Linked DNA regions of Zea mays: all the other regions are linked to region 1. A link is a contact called in public Hi-C data. All regions are on one chromosome and are shown on one strand. The core of a region is the stretch at or near the end of the contact, and the rest is flanking DNA. Distances in the headings are between cores, read along the strand shown. Region 1 holds the start of LOC100192350 (asparagine synthetase 3). Region 2 holds the start of LOC103634496 (protein trichome birefringence-like 28). Region 3 has its middle 53 kb from the start of LOC109943615.

Evidence for each region. Hi-C and Micro-C count contacts between places; a contact is called where the count stands out from the background.
Region 2: a Hi-C map of leaf shows a contact between it and region 1, with 4 times the contacts expected there. The contact joins the promoter of LOC103634496 here to the promoter of LOC100192350 in region 1. A contact is called at or near these places in 4 of 25 Hi-C or Micro-C datasets (ear and leaf).
Region 3: a Hi-C map of leaf shows a contact between it and region 1, with 10 times the contacts expected there. The contact joins the enhancer-like site here to the promoter of LOC100192350 in region 1. A contact is called at or near these places in 14 of 25 Hi-C or Micro-C datasets (bundle sheath, ear, endosperm and 5 more) and 1 of 3 datasets of contacts at active chromatin or transcription factors (leaf).

What each region holds. Positions count from the first base shown.
Region 1 is chr1:44,911,173-44,914,092 of Zm-B73-REFERENCE-NAM-5.0, reverse strand. It overlaps LOC100192350 (asparagine synthetase 3), which reads left to right and starts at 1,487. Exons shown (of 10, transcript NM_001137542.1): 1 at 1,487-1,570; 2 at 2,040-2,178; 3 at 2,291-2,389; 4 at 2,568-2,709; 5 at 2,912-2,920. The coding sequence starts at 1,491.
Region 2 is chr1:45,129,801-45,132,720 of Zm-B73-REFERENCE-NAM-5.0, reverse strand. LOC103634496 (protein trichome birefringence-like 28) reads right to left here and starts at 1,505. Exons shown (of 3, transcript XM_008656289.4): 1 at 1-1,505. The coding sequence starts at 905.
Region 3 is chr1:45,067,715-45,070,634 of Zm-B73-REFERENCE-NAM-5.0, reverse strand. No RefSeq gene overlaps it. Among protein-coding and RNA genes, the nearest start is that of LOC109943615, 53 kb to the right of the region's middle. Within about 2 kb of position 1,429, at least 20 of the 20 cell types and tissues checked have an H3K27ac peak or open chromatin away from gene starts, as enhancers often do. A contact at or near this core is called in bundle sheath, ear, endosperm and 4 more, where this site is marked.

The sequences.
Region 1 (2,920 bases), core at 238-2,737:
GACAAGCCCAAACTTGATTTAATCAATGCGCCTACAACAAAAAAACGAAGAATATGATTCACTGGCACATTAGTTAATGACTATCATTGCTCAAGTTCACTAATCAGTACAACAATGACATATGAAACTCTAAGTTTAACTAATATATCTCTAAGTTTCATTGCCACTTGTCATGACCTTGTTTGTTGATCTATGAGTCTACAATACAACTAAGTTTATAATGTGTCACTAACAAAACAACAAAACAGTATTGTCAATTGACACCTATAATGTTACTGGCACTAAAACATATCGGGTCATGTGTGCTCAATGATCGATGGCGCGGACATAATTTGCTAGTGTCATAAAGAATGTTGCTCGTGTCGAGCGAGGCACCCACAGTGGTTGTGCCCCTACTCCCATCCATCGTACTAGCCCCATTTGCATCTTCCGCAGCAACACTCTCTGAGCGAGGCACCCACAGTGGTTGTTCCCATGTACAAGTGATGCGCTTTAAATGATTGGGGTTGTTGAAATGATAAATTTGACATCCTCGTTTAACAAGTCTGAAAATGATTTGAGGAAAACAACCAATGTAATTCATACAGAATGAAAATATTAATAAAAAGAAAACCGGTGATTATTGAACTTTATCGTATAAATGAAACCAAATTTAAAGTTACAAGTAGTAACTAGAAAAGTGAAGTTAGCATAATTTAAAAATATTAAAAATTTGGTGTTGTTGGAGAGTAAGGTTGATTTTATTCCCAATATGTATTTAGCAATTTACTAAATCTGAGTTTATGTAGTTTTTTAAGGGAATTAATGGAGATGCTCTAAGGGCCGCCCATGGAGTATCTTGCTTAGCCGGAAGCCAATTATCGTCGTTGAAATTTCCTCCCCCGCAAGAAAACGTAATATCATTGTGATGATTTTAAAACTAGAAGGCGGATCCATCGAATCTTACCTACCATCTAAACTTACATCTCCGCATACATTAATCATATGCGAGGTGCTCAGCAGCGTTGTTTACATCATCGCACGCGACAAAAAACACACTCCACGAATGGTAATGTGCATCATCGCATCTCGCGGCAAATTAAAGGGCACGGCCGGCCATTGGTGAATCCTGCGGGGCCCGTCAGCCAGCCTTGGCCCACCAGCCGATCTATAGAGGACCTTTACCCCGGGACACTCATCTAGCCTTGGAACCTAGATCCGATGGCTAGCACCATGGCTGACGCGGGGTCGGGGCCCACGCTGACTCGGCCGGCGCAGCATCCCGAACGGATAAGCTCCTCCCGCGCACGGAGCTCGGCGAAGCGACACCCGCCGCGTGTCCAGGGAGCGCTCCCGCCGGGTCGCAGACGCGAGGTCCCGGAGCCGCGCGCCCCGCCTATAAAAAGGCAGCCATTCTCGCCTGGTTCCCGCATCCCAGCACGTCTCGTCTCCCTCCCAAAAAAAAAAAAAAAACTGCTCGGTTGCTGCTCCTGCTCCGCCGCGCCGGCATCATGTGTGGCATCTTAGCCGTGCTCGGTTGCTCCGACTGGTCTCAGGCAAAGAGGGCTCGCATCCTCGCCTGCTCCAGAAGGCAAGAGCACCCGTCCATCCATTGCACTTAGTTTCCTCCAGTCCACTACCCAACACCCTAGCAGAGTCTAGACTAGCTAGCATTTTACTAGTGTCAGTTCGTCCTCCGTCGGGCCGCGCGCCGAGGGATCTTTGATTCCTGGGAAGTGGGAACCAAGGGCTGGTTCACTGGTTGGTTGGTGTCGTTTTATTTTGCCTCTTCACCGGGGTCCCAGGAGGCTCTTCTCATAGGAATCATAAAGAATCGAACGGTAGAGACTAGCTCTGCTAGGGTGGGCCGTTCTGAAAATAAAGGAGCTAGCATAGCATGGGAACCTTCGTCGTCGTTCTCGCTGCTAGTAACCCCCCGCGTGTGTTTTTTTTTTTTTTGTGGTACTGATTACAATAGCGTTGCTCCGGTTAGTTGGTTATTAGTCGTTTGAGTTTTGACTGGCGGAGGACCTGCCTGACGATCCACGTGCCGTGCGCAGGTTGAAGCACAGGGGCCCCGACTGGTCGGGCCTCTACCAGCACGAGGGCAACTTCCTGGCGCAGCAGCGGCTCGCCGTCGTCTCCCCGCTGTCCGGCGACCAGCCGCTGTTCAACGAGGACCGCACCGTCGTGGTGGTGGTAAGAATACATGAACGCAAACAGTACAGATGAAATCCAACCGTCTTGTTTTGACGGCGGCACTATGCTGTACTGTCCTCACCATGCGCTGCTTGCTGCTTCTGTGTTCCAGGCCAATGGAGAGATCTACAACCACAAGAACGTCCGGAAGCAGTTCACCGGCACACACAACTTCAGCACGGGCAGTGACTGCGAGGTCATCATCCCCCTGGTGAGCCTGCTACCTGTATATGCTGATCGTTTCGGTACTCCAGCTAGCTGACAACCAAATTTCGCCTTCTCGCCATGTTCTCCACTCCAACACTACATGCACATGAAGAGAACAAACGCTGCACGACTGCTAGCTAGTAGTTGATGATTCCAACCCTCTTCTCTCTTGTCTGATCTAGTACGAGAAGTACGGCGAGAACTTCGTGGACATGCTGGACGGGGTGTTCGCGTTCGTGCTCTACGACACCCGCGACAGGACCTACGTGGCGGCGCGCGACGCCATCGGCGTCAACCCGCTCTACATCGGCTGGGGCAGTGACGGTAGGCGCTCCCGGGTCCCGGCCGGCCCATCTCTCTCTATACTAGAGCTAGCTTCTACAAATGCGCGCGTTCACGTTTCTGCAGACAAACGAACGAATGCATGTGCGGCCGATCAGATTAAGACAATATAATAAAGCGTGGGAGATCGACACACGCTAGCTGACCGATCGATTTTCGCCTCTCCTTCCTTCACTGCATGCAGGTTCCGTCT
Region 2 (2,920 bases), core at 256-2,755, 220 kb before region 1:
ACGTTGCTGGACCCGCCGTTGACGAACTTTGTCAGCGTCTTCTGCCCCCTGTCGGGGATCACCGACTGCACCAGGCACACCATCGACTCCCACTGGTTCCGGTTCAGCGAGTCCCCCACGAACATCAGCCGCTTGTTCCGCAGCCGCTCCAGCAGCAGCCGCGCGTCGAACCGCGGCAGGTCGCAGCCCGCCGGCTGCCACCGCCACTTCTGGTACGAGTCGTCGCGCCGCCCGTTGCGCATGCAGGTCACCTGCTCCGTCAGGAACTCGCACTCGCCCTCCTTGTACACCGGCGCGCTCACCTCGTCGTACACCCAGCTGCCCCGGTACAGGTCGCACGTCTGCGGCACGCTCACCACGCCGCGCAGCGCGGCGGTGGCCGCCGCCGCCTTCGCCGACGCGGCCTTCTCAGCGACCTCCTCGTCAGCGCGCCGCTGGGCCTCGTCGGCCCCGCCTCGGCCCCCCGTCACCGTCGGGAGCGTCACGTCCCGCTCCTTCTCCTGCCCCACGTCCACCGCGTTGGCCTTGGCGCTGGCCTTCGCGGCGGCCGCCAGCACGCTGCTAGTGTTGACGACGGGCGGCGCCTCGACCTCGAGGACGCGCACGATCACCTCCTCCCCGCGCTTGGCCAGGGTGTTCACGGCGGCGTGCGCCGCGGCCTCGGCCTCCTGCAGGAGGTGCAGGTCGGGGGACTTGGCGCGGATGGCGCCGGAGCTGAACTGGAAGTCGGTGATGGACTTGATGTCCTCGTTGTAGAGGAACGTCGCGAAGACGAAGAGCGCGAACACCACCGCGGCCAGCGACAGCGGCGCGCCGTTCTTGCGCGCCGCCACGCCGGCTCCCAGCGCCGCCTGCTTCATCGCGAACGGCGCGGACGCGAACACCGACTTGCGCCGCTGCTGCATCTCCGCAGCTCCCAGCTGGTGTGTGTGTGTGTGACTGTGTGGCCGCCGCGCTTTATATTGTACAAACTTACCGGTCACCGTCCCACGCCGCCACCGCCACGGACTCGATCGACGCTCCCGACCCGAGGTGGCGTGCGCACCGGCGAAAGGTCAGTCGGGAGAGTGAAAAGAAATTCGGCTTCCTCTTCTTCCTCACTCTGATCTGTAGCCTGTTCGCAATGGAACGGAGGTCGTCGCTTAGCTTAATAAGCCTGCTCGCAGTCGCAGCTCTTGCTTGCTTGCTGCGGCTGCGGCTGCGTGCCTAGCTCCACTGTCCTTCTCGACGGCCCGGCTGCTCCCTATATATGACGCCGACGATCACTTTACGAGTTTGGTGTCCTTGTGTTGGATGAGTGCCTTTCTTTTGCTTCGCTTTGGTATGTTTGGTTGGGTTCGCCTGCTTTCTTCTTTTATGGTTGCAGGATCTCTTCCTCCACCAACACTCCTAACAACAATCTCTATTTTCTAGCGCGCGCTAGGATTTGGCTCCCTCCCTCTTCCTTCACCTTCTCCTAATCTCCTTCTCCTTCTTTGGTGTTATAGAGAAAGAGACAACGAGACTGGCCTACTACTGGTACTGGGGGAGGGTGGGGATGGCGAATGAGTAGCATGCAAGCTTGCAAAGCTTCCATATGGGGTTTGGAGGGTAAGCTGCTGCTGTACATGCATGTAACCGCAACAGCAACGTGTTTCAGTGTGTTCTATACTTCTACCCCGGCACACCCATCCCCCATATCTAGAGATGGCAATGGGTACCCGCAACCCGATACCCGATGGGTATTTACTCTATTAGGGTATGTATGTGGGCTAAATATTTTACCCGTGGGTCTATTATTGGGCAAAAATCTTCACCCAATGGGTAAACGGGTATTAGAATATTCCACCTTCACCCATACCCATTAACCCGTGGGTATAAAATACCCAATATAAACTTAACCCAATCATGAACTTGGACTTTAGTCATCCATCTTTTTTACTATTTAACGACCTTTTAGGCCATATTGTCATAGAAGGCTTAACGACAATTTAATGACCATGTAATGGAACATGTAATGTGCTATATAGTACTGTCCTAGTGTTACTATTTTATCCAATTATCTTTGGTGTGTTGAATGGATGGTTAAATGATGCTATAAATTTTGTGATGGTATTTAGATGGATATACTTAACATTTGTATAATATAATATTTTAATAGATGTTTAATTTTTGTGGGTACGGGTGACCCGATGGGTGACCCATACCCACATGGGTATGGGTATGGGGGTAAATCCATACCCACCAGTGTATATGGGTGACCCGATGGGGTTATTTTTTTTGTCGTGTGTATGGGTATGAGGTAGTAATACCCGGTGAGTATTTACCCATTGCCATCTCTACCCATATCGCCTTAGCTTTCTTGCCTACTTGGTGTGTACGTATGTATTCCAGTATTCAGTTGTTGCTTGTTCTCCATACTTTTTTTCTCTCTCTCTCTCTCTCATTTTCATCTTGGGTACGGGATATGGATGCAGGTATGGCCGTATTTTTTTGTAGTATGGTCGCGAGGATGTATTGGTTTACGGGATCATAGAGTGGGTGGACGGTGGCTGTCGCGGCGGCTGGGGTGGGAACGAGGCAAACGAGCTAGCGTCGAGATGGCGAGATAGGCAAGCAATGGCGACTCGACTGAAGCAGACCAGGGCGGTTCACCGGCTGGGGCCTGGGAGTGGTTCCGTCACTGTCACTGCCCCCTTTCGTTTTCGTTTTCGTTTTCTTCTTTTGGAATATATGCCATGTATGTACATCCGCGTACTTCTCAGTATAACATCAGTAACGTTGATAAAATTGGCGTGAATAATATGAGCACGATGTGCCAGCTTCATTGTGTTCAAGTTACACTACTGCTACAGAGCTTTGATAGTGTGGCGTTGGTGCAGCGAAAACACTGTTGACAAGCTCTGCTATTGATTAGAACAGATCTGCATTCCGTAGTGGA
Region 3 (2,920 bases), core at 180-2,679, 160 kb before region 1:
TTGTCAGCTTTACCGTTTGCTGAGGACGCACGTACGACGTTGCTGAGCCACAACGGCCCAAGTTAAATGCACAAGATGGCATCTTGTTTTCAGAGGAGAGAAGAAGCACCACCAATATATTAGAGAGGTTGAGAGACAGGATATGATGCACATGTATCTATCTCAACCCATACAAATATATGAAATTTAGTTTAAAATCCATACCAAACCTACATGGACTAAAGTTGATTCATGCGCATATCTAAATAAACGGCAATAACGTGGTCGGACGTCGTGACTTATCGCTCTCAGAAGCAGAAAAACATTAGGAGGCAGTACCGCTAAACATGCTACCAGCAGGTGGGAGGGGAGCTAGCACCTAGCAGCCCGCAGTACCAGTACCTCTCCGGCCGGCAGTTCAGTACGTCGTGGGGCATGCGGAGCAAGACGCCGCATGCAAGGGGCAAGTCAATAGCCGCAACCGCCACATCTGCCGCACTTCCGTTCCATTGTATTGTACGGAATGGAAGCTGTTGCAACCTAAGCCCACTAGCTGCCGCCGGAAGATTGGGCCCAATCGTCCAACTGCCAGTACTGTGCTGTGCCGGATTCGGATATCGACGGCCGTCTCGGGTCGGGTGGTACAGTAGCAGTTACTACTATAGCAGCTAACTGGGGAGAATTCATAAAATAGCACTGGTCTGTGAGGAGATTCAGTAAACAACACTGTGAATCCGAGTATTCACGAAATAGCACTGCAGGCAGCGGGAGCAGTCAGGAAAACGCATGCCTCATCCTATATCATCTCTTCAAAATAAAAAAAATTCATTCGTTTGCCAGACCAAATACACTACCCGCTGATAATATTTTTCTAGGAAGTATTCTCCGAAGAAGGATTTTTTTTTTTGTTAAAGGAAGACCAAGAGTATGTTGCAGGACCATCTACTACCACTACCCAATCAAACGCCTCTTTGTTCTATTAGAGGAAGAAAGGGCTGCATCATCAGTTGGGAAAAAAATGATGCTGTAGAAACATCATCAGCAATTTGGTATAATTGTGTGTGAAGAAGGAACTAGTGTTAAACATAGTGTCATTTTATAAATTCCGTTGGCAAAACCAGTGTTATTTTGTGAATACCCATTTTTTCAGTGCTGTTTTCTGAATCGTGCGTGAGATGAATGCTGTTTTCTGAATTTCCCCCAGCTAACTGAAGAAGCCAACGTCGCGTCGGCGTCGCATCCATAGGCCATAGCCGACATCTGTATGACAATTTGATAGGTTTTTCTTTTTATATTAAATAAACATATGTACAGACACCAGCACAAGTCTGTAGCAAACTGAAACCCCCGGAGGCCGGAGCAGAATGTTAGCATGCATGACTACTGCATGAGGGCAAGGAGCCAAGAATGCAGTCGTCCGCCTGCTAAAGAGGATTTGTTACCATCCGGCCCATACTGCCTTCTCGCGTTCTTGGGCCCAGCCGTGTGGTGGTGGTGTGTGTGGGTCATTGGGTCACCACCGGCCCAAGTTTTGCTCTTGGGCTCTTGGCACGTCAATATCTATATAATCTATGTAGATAAACCCACTAAAATTTATTAACGGATATTTCTCCTTTCACGCTAAGCCACGTGAAAGTATCTTAACATTACCAAATATCGCCTGGACAAAGACATCGCGCGAATGACCCGACACAAATTGATGGTGGGATGACCAGTGAAGAAGATGCGGTGTTGGCCTAATGGGAACGTGTACCACCTCTATCTGCATCCAAGAGTGTTGAGGTGATGTGTGACGAGTGGGTTCATGTAGTATGATAGAAACCAATCCCGAGGGATTTATTTGTTACAGTACTTATGTGTTCCAGATCTCGACTCTAGAACTTCCCTATAATATAAGTCATGATAAACTTGTTGTTGAGAATGTTGAATGGTGAACTAATGTTTAAACTTGTACCATACATGCTTCAAATATTTCAATGTATTATTCATATCTGGTGACTCCCTTTTGTTCATATAGGATTGACGTGGACAATTTTTTTTCCATGGTATGGATCCTAGTGCAACGGAAGGTTATGGGGCCATGGACAGCATCGAACTTGTGCAGTGGACGAAGAAGGAATGGGGTGGAGCAACTCAGCAGCATCGAGGGAGGAGGAGGAAGGAGCCTACGCTTACCGTTACAGCGGAACTCAGGGCCGACGACGACAGATTTGAACGTGACGCAGCCAGACGCCGTCCCTGCTCTCCTTCCCCCACGGCTGCTGCGCTCCTCCTCGTAATCTACGATTCTACGACGGCGCATCCAAGCTCGGAGCCCGTCCCTGTAGCGTGCGCTCAGATTTGGGGAAGACCAACGCGGAACGCTGACAACGAGGTGCGCCGGAGTGCTTTCGCGCGTGCCTCCGTTGGTCGGCAGTGGAGTCGTCAGTGACTCCGAGCTCGGGCAAGACGGCGTCGGCGTCGGCGCTCAGAGCCCGTTCCCCGTAGTGCGCGCTCGGATTTGGGGAGGACCGACGTGGAAGGCTAAGGTGCACCGGCATGCTTAAGCAAGACGGCGTCGGCGCTCGCGTGTCATTAGAGAACCTGTGCTTGATCACCGACGCGGGAGGAAACCGCTGCGCTATGCATCTGTAACCACTGCCGGAAGGCACCATGTTTTGCGCAACGCGTGCAGCGTGCATACGGCCGCGGATCCAACCTGTTTTGCTATTCCCAATTTCTTTCTGCAATCTAATAGTTAGTGTTTTTGCTAGTATTATGATACAACAATTTTGCAGACAGATTGGCCTAAAAGCCTCGACTGCATTTGCTCCTGGCTTCTTTGGGATGGGTACCATGTAAGACATGTTAACCCTCTCCAGCTGCACTGAATCACTGTCACAGTGTCACTACGCAAATCAGTCTGGAAGGCCATGAGATCGGGTTTCAGTCTCCAAAGCCG